Linked DNA regions of Triticum aestivum: region 2 is linked to region 1. Evidence: chromatin contacts called from public Hi-C data. All regions are on one chromosome and are shown on one strand. Each heading gives the region's core, a stretch centred on a gene start, on an enhancer-like site or on the middle of the called end of the contact. The rest is flanking DNA. Distances are from core to core; before and after follow the strand shown. Region 1 holds the start of LOC123152174 (peptidyl-prolyl cis-trans isomerase FKBP16-3, chloroplastic). Region 2 has its middle 3.1 kb from the start of LOC123152178.

What was found. Hi-C and Micro-C count contacts between places; a contact is called where the count stands out from the background.
Region 2: a Hi-C map of leaf shows a contact between it and region 1, with 3 times the contacts expected there. The contact joins the enhancer-like site here to the promoter of LOC123152174 in region 1. A contact is called at or near these places in 2 of 5 Hi-C or Micro-C datasets (both in leaf).

The regions. Positions count from the first base shown.
Region 1 is chr7A:273,396,660-273,399,603 of IWGSC CS RefSeq v2.1, forward strand. LOC123152174 (peptidyl-prolyl cis-trans isomerase FKBP16-3, chloroplastic) reads right to left here and starts at 1,632. Exons shown (of 6, transcript XM_044571793.1): 1 at 1,099-1,632; 2 at 901-984; 3 at 767-816; 4 at 600-648; 5 at 71-145. The coding sequence starts at 1,467.
Region 2 is chr7A:273,622,109-273,625,491 of IWGSC CS RefSeq v2.1, forward strand. No RefSeq gene overlaps it. Among protein-coding and RNA genes, the nearest start is that of LOC123152178, 3.1 kb to the left of the region's middle. Within about 2 kb of position 2,078, at least 3 of the 8 cell types and tissues checked have an H3K27ac peak or open chromatin away from gene starts, as enhancers often do. A contact at or near this core is called in leaf, where this site is marked.

The DNA of each region.
Region 1 (2,944 bases), core at 382-2,881:
CAACAGCTAGTTTTGTTTTGTTTCGTTTTCGGCATTGCTCTGTTAAACTTGACAAGGCAAGACTACTTACTTGACCGGGTATGTACAACCGACGTAATCCTCCAACTTTCATCGACAAGATCCCTTCATCAAGTCCCTTTATCACCTGACATTGCCAAACATATGAATGAGAAGATAGAACACCATGCCAAATCTGAAACTTTGAAGCTATGAACTGCATATATGTAAGTATATGACAAATTTAGATTTCCTAGGGTAAGCAACGAGGCAAAACTGCTTGTTAGTCCAGAATTGCAGATGATAAAGATGAGCATGAAATTCATTTAGGTGTGCTACTATTAAAACAAAGGGTTATATCCTTTGAAGATGAAGGCGAGACCATTCGGCATGAATGGTGAGCTATATAAAAAACAATGAAGATGAATGCGGAGCACTGTCAATAAACAGTGTTTCTAGGTTCAGATCAATTCACAGCTGTGTGGGTTAATTTTAGTCGTCACTTCCAGAGGGGCATGCAAATCGGTTGATGCAGAGGCCAGGGTACTCCCCTTTCCAAAAAAAAGAGGGGCATGCAATGCATCAGAGCCTGCAGTAAATACCTGTCCTGCGCCAACACGGAATATGTAGGGCTGGCCTTTCTCCAGCGAGCTGCACAACAACACCAGGACATGGTAAGAGGACGAAGTGTTACTGACCAATTATGTGCACGCTGAATGCACGGTCAGTCTGTCACCCATCAAATGCGCTCAGCTCAGTTATCTCTCACCTGTCGAATATCTGTCCGTTTGGCACCATGGCGATGCAGTTTGCAGCAACCTACACACACGGTGATCAAGAAGCTTACGCGTTGGCAGGCAATCGTCGAAAGAGAGAGCAAAAAGAAGAGGTAATGGTGAGCACCTGGAAGCCAACGGGCGGACTCGGCCCTTGCCCGACTTTGATGTCCTTGTACTGCAAACCGGACTCCGTAGTCACCATAGGCAGCTGAAAACGCAGGAGAAAAATTTGCGGCCTGATTCCATGGATTTTGCAGGAAATACTGCATGAATCAAGCAAACGGAATACTGCATTCCTATGATGCTGTCATGGCGAACGTACATTTTCGAGCTCTGCCTCGCAGGCGGCGTCGCAGAGCTTGGGCTTCTCCTCCGGCGGCAGCCCGCCGGCGAAGGCGTCGAGCGCGGCCTGCAGGCATAACGCGGACGACGACACCCCCAGAACCACCGCCCCGACCACGCCCCTCCGGGTGACCACGCCACCGTTGTCGTCGTCAGCTCCTCCGCATTGCGCCGCGCTTCCTCCGCCAGCGGCAGCCCTCCTGCAGCATGGCGCCCTGCTGTTGCCACCTCTGATGAACGCCCTGCCGCCGCCGCCGCCGCCGCTGGGAAGCCAGGCCCTCGAGCTAGCGCCACGCGGCCCTGACGGGAGGAGAAGCGGCGAGGCCGAGGAAGAGGCAGCAGCAGCCATTGGATTAGGGAGAGGGGGAGGGGGAAGGGGAGGAGGAGGACGACGGCCCGGGAAGAAGACCACGGACGAGTCGACGGGAGAGAGTGGATAGAGCAAATTAAATCCGCGGTGGCCGTCCAGCCTCCACCACTCGCTTCGCGCGTGCAACACCACGCACGGGGCACGGCGACCGGAATCAACGGCCGTTGCGTTCGGCTTTGTTAAATCAACGCCGCTAGAGTTTTTATCGTTCTTGTACGGGACGCTTATTAATATTATTTCTGAACACATTACAGACACAACATTTATATATATGCGCATACCCTTATTTCTATGAACACACACGTACACCCTTATTCTTACGAGCATCTCCGAAAAATTGAGGTGACATATTTTTTTAGAAGAAAATGGTTGCGTCCCTGTTCCATTCCATTCAGAAACGAAACAGCAATTCAGTACAAGTCTTACAAGGTAGGTTTACGGCGGACAGCAGGCGGACTGCCGCAGTAGCAGCAAATAAAACTAGAAAGTAGAGAGTTGCAGACATAAAGAGAAGGACTCCGGTGACATACGCCCCAGCCTAGACAGCAACAAGAGAACATCATTCTTTTAAACGTGTAGAGCTGCTAGAAACTGCAGATTCTTCAAAGGGAAGGACTTCAAAAGGTGTCTCCACGCCTCAGCCAGGATCTGGCCACAGCAGCAGAGGTGGGCTTCTCGCTTTCATCTCCAGTTCTTTCGCGGCCCACTCCAACTTGTCCTTGACACACCCTGAGGAAAGGCATTCTCATGTAGATAGATTTGATGCAGTTTTTCGCCAGATAGCCTGCATGTCAGGCCAACAAACATTATTAAAAACCATGTCATTGCGAGTTTTCCAGATTGCCCACAGCCCGGTTGCATGAACAATATTAGTCGCAGCAAAACTATCTCCTCTCATCCAGTACATGGAGATGGACATTATATTAATGTCTTCATTAATCCCAGTAAGGACACAGATGGCTTTCCAGAATTCAGCAGCAACAACACAGGTACTAAATAAATGAGAACAAGATTCTTGTTCAGAGCAAAATACACAAGTAGGGTCACCTACATCCTGCCTTTTGCACAAGTTGTCTCTGGTTAGCAGCTTGTTGTTAGTTAAGAGCCAGAGAAAAATCTGAATTCTAGGTGGAATTTTGATCTTCCAAATAGCAGGAGAACCGACAGGAAGCACTCCCCTGAAATTAAGAAACTTATAAAAGGATTTAACAGAGTAAACTCCTTTGGAATTCATATTCCAAAATGGGGAGTCCTCTTCTACTATGAGTTGGATAGAACTGGCAATTTCCAAGAGCTCGAACCACAGAGACATAAGTTCCTGGGTGAAACATCTCCGAAATGTAAGCTTAAGGTTACTGTCGTCCCAGATTTTATCAATGGTGGCATTTTGCTCATTAGTTAGAACATACAGGTCCCAGTACTGGGTAACCAGAGTGGCATTACCAAACCAATGATC
Region 2 (3,383 bases), core at 828-3,327, 230 kb after region 1:
GGACGCTATGCCAAGCTTTGTATTGCAGTTCACAACTATACTATTATGTACATTTTTACATACATTTCCAGATCCTGGACCAAACAAACTGCTAGTATGTACCAAGTACGTCGCTACAAAACCAACAAACAGAAAATCACACAGTTCCAAAGCTCAAGGCACCACAATTTACCAGAGGGACATGCAATTCACAGCAAAGAGGTCAGGATCAAACTCACTGTGATGTCCTTCTCTGGCCACGACGTACAGGGCATTGTACCCCGACCTGTTCTTCACCGACGCCCTGGGCGTCAAGGTGCCGGAGCAGCTCCACCACCACCTTGAGGTGGCCTCTCGGCGGCACGAGTTTCATCATTCCTGTAATTTAGATCAAATAAAATTAATGTTGCAAGACAATAGGCTAGTACATTATAATGAAAAGAACATGGGCAATATTCACAAAAAAGAAAGGCTTAGTAGTAGCTGTGCAAGTATAAAGGCAGTCTCCTAACTCGTAACTTCAATCAGGTTTTGTACTGACACAGCAGATGCTGCTGTAAGATAGTGTGAAGAGGACAGCAGACAAAATACAAAAGGTTGTATAATGCAAAGATATGCTTATTAATATAGAACCCTGCAACAAGTGAAAAGGACTTTGAGAATCTAAATATAGCACAATTACAATGAACCGTTCAAGAGTATCAAAACCAAACAAGTGCAGCTTGTACATTGTACATCCTTTGCCTTATCTCCAAGATAACCCATTAGCCCTCTACCAACGCAAGAAACTTTCAGGTTTCTTTCTAATCTCATTTCTTACTTCACTATGTTCCTAAACTGCAAGAAATATACCAACCATCTGTTTGTAGGCAAGCAAACAATACATAGTACAAACACAATATTTGTGTTACTGTATGAACTTAATAGAAGCAATCATGAAGTTAGGGATAGAACTGCTGAGCACAAATATTTGCAAATGTGAATTTTAATGAAACATGCCAAACGATAATACCTAGAAGTATTTGGCTGCTCATCTTCTTCTTCCAACACCAGGATCTCCATGCCCATTACGCCACCTCCTTTGTGTCTTCCAGTTGAAAATCTGCCCAATAAATTGGCAAACAAACAACATATGCATAGCGGGAGAAGGAAGATGGCTAGAGTGGGGCGCCGCCTTACCGCTGACGGCCAGATCTGCTCCCGGTGGCGCTTCTCCATGGGCTCGTTGTCTCCCTTTCCGTCCCCTCTTCATCTCACGCTCCCCTCCTCTTCTCTGCCTGAGAAGAACACTGCGGACGGCCATCTCTGTGGCCAACCCGTTCCAGCCGCCGCTCAACCCAACGACAGAACCGCTCCGCCTCCTCCTCAGCGCCATCAACCGGGACGCCAAACGGGGGCGGGGACGGATCCAGTGCTGAGATAGAGAAGACCAGGAGGCGGAGGCGCGTCGCCAGCACGGGCGGGCTAGCTCTCTTGCAGTCGTGCGATGGATTTGGAGGGTGGTGGCGGCGGCGGCGGCGGAGAAGCAGGGAGGGGACGAGGGGCTGCAGGAGATGAAAGTAGAGAGGCCGCGTGTGCGAAAACCTGCTATGTGGGCCAATAGCAACAAGCTGTCAAACACACAGCCTCGTCCAATCGCTAGCTCGATTCTTTTTTCTTCGCATCACACCCAATCGTTAGGTGATGACGTGGCTAGCGCGAGAGTGCGCACATTGCGCGACCATTAAAGGGTTTAATGGTCAAAGTTAATGGTCAACCTGATTTGTGGGCCCATCCTGTCAAAAAGGCGTTCAGAAAAGGCGAATCGGGCATTTTTCTAACATGATAGTTTTTAGTCACAGATTAGTAAAAAAATGATAGTTTTTGACACAAATTCGTAAAATGGTAGTTTTTAAACATGTTTTCATGAAACGTGGTAGTTTTTTGTTAAATACTCGGATGTTTCCTGTACCCAAACTCGAAACAAGTGGAGTTGTACGGCCCGTGCGTGTCGCACAGGCTGCTTCGAGGAACCAACGACGGCAGCCTACACGTACGTCGTCGCAACGTGCAGAACGGAAGTCAAGGAGCAGCAGCAGAATTCAACAACGCACGCCTTTGATTTCTTTTCGATAGTAACGGGAGGAAGCTACGAGCAACCTTTATACTATTGACTTGGTCGTGTACCAGTGCCGCATTACAATGGGCAAACAAATGTCTAGTAGTAAGAGACTAGTAAGTATGCACGTGCAACGCACGTCTTAAACGTAAACCAGATGAGATTCACATAGTATAAAGTAAACTTTTTTTGCAAATATATATATATATATATATATATATATATAAATTAAATGAAAGATAATATATATACTTTTCAGTTATGTGTACTGCCAAAATTACCTAATATCTACATAGCAAAATATATTAAATACTAATTTAGATCAAAATTATATATACTTTTCGGTTATATGTACTGCAAAAATTATATAGCTACCTATATAAGAGAGAGGCGTTTTGGAGGCCTTTAATTTTTAAAAATTCAAATTCAAATTTTTATGGTTAAAAAAATTCTGAAAAAATATGCTTGTATGTAAGGATGTAATCCACGTGTGTGTAAAAATTCATGATGAAATACCTTGATTTGCAACCTGTACAAAAAAGACAAATTTATGGTCTCGTAGGATGAATAATATCATGTGTTAAACAGTCATAGATTTGTCTTTTTTGCATAGCCCTCAGTTCAATGTATTTTGAACTGAAAATTTACACACATGTGTGTTATGCTTACATGTATATCTGTATTTTTTTAGAATTTTTTAAATATAAAAATATGAATTTCAATGAAATTTCAAATTTAAATTTGGAGGCCTCACTGGAGGCCGAGCTCCAAAAGGGATTTCCGCCTATATAATCGATAATAGGAAATACAAGATGATATGTGACTAAAACGACGAAATAGAAGATGCTTTACAAGAACTAACTGAAATGTAAAAGGACTAAAAAAAATCCAATAATCATCATGATACAAAGTATTTATCCGTTTTTGTATATGTTTACACGCTGGCAACCAGACAAACCTACAACGCTATAAGACAGTCTGTACGTACATAAACTGAAATGGGATATGAATAAAAATAAAGAATGAATTATATATTCTGATTTCCAACCCCTTGACCTAGGCTCCACCCACCTTAATTCCAAGCTAAGGGACATCATCCGTAAACATAATCAGACCATAATAAGGCAATTCTAATCATTGTGACGGTGTTATCTCTTGATACGGTCCAGTTTAATGCATCTGGCAATAGAAATAACCCTGAGAAAGAGAGAAATGCATCTTCACTTCTTCAGTATCCCTCTGATCCTAAGTTGTAATCCAAGACTGCTGCACAGTTCTTATGTACGCGTCATATCAGATTATACAT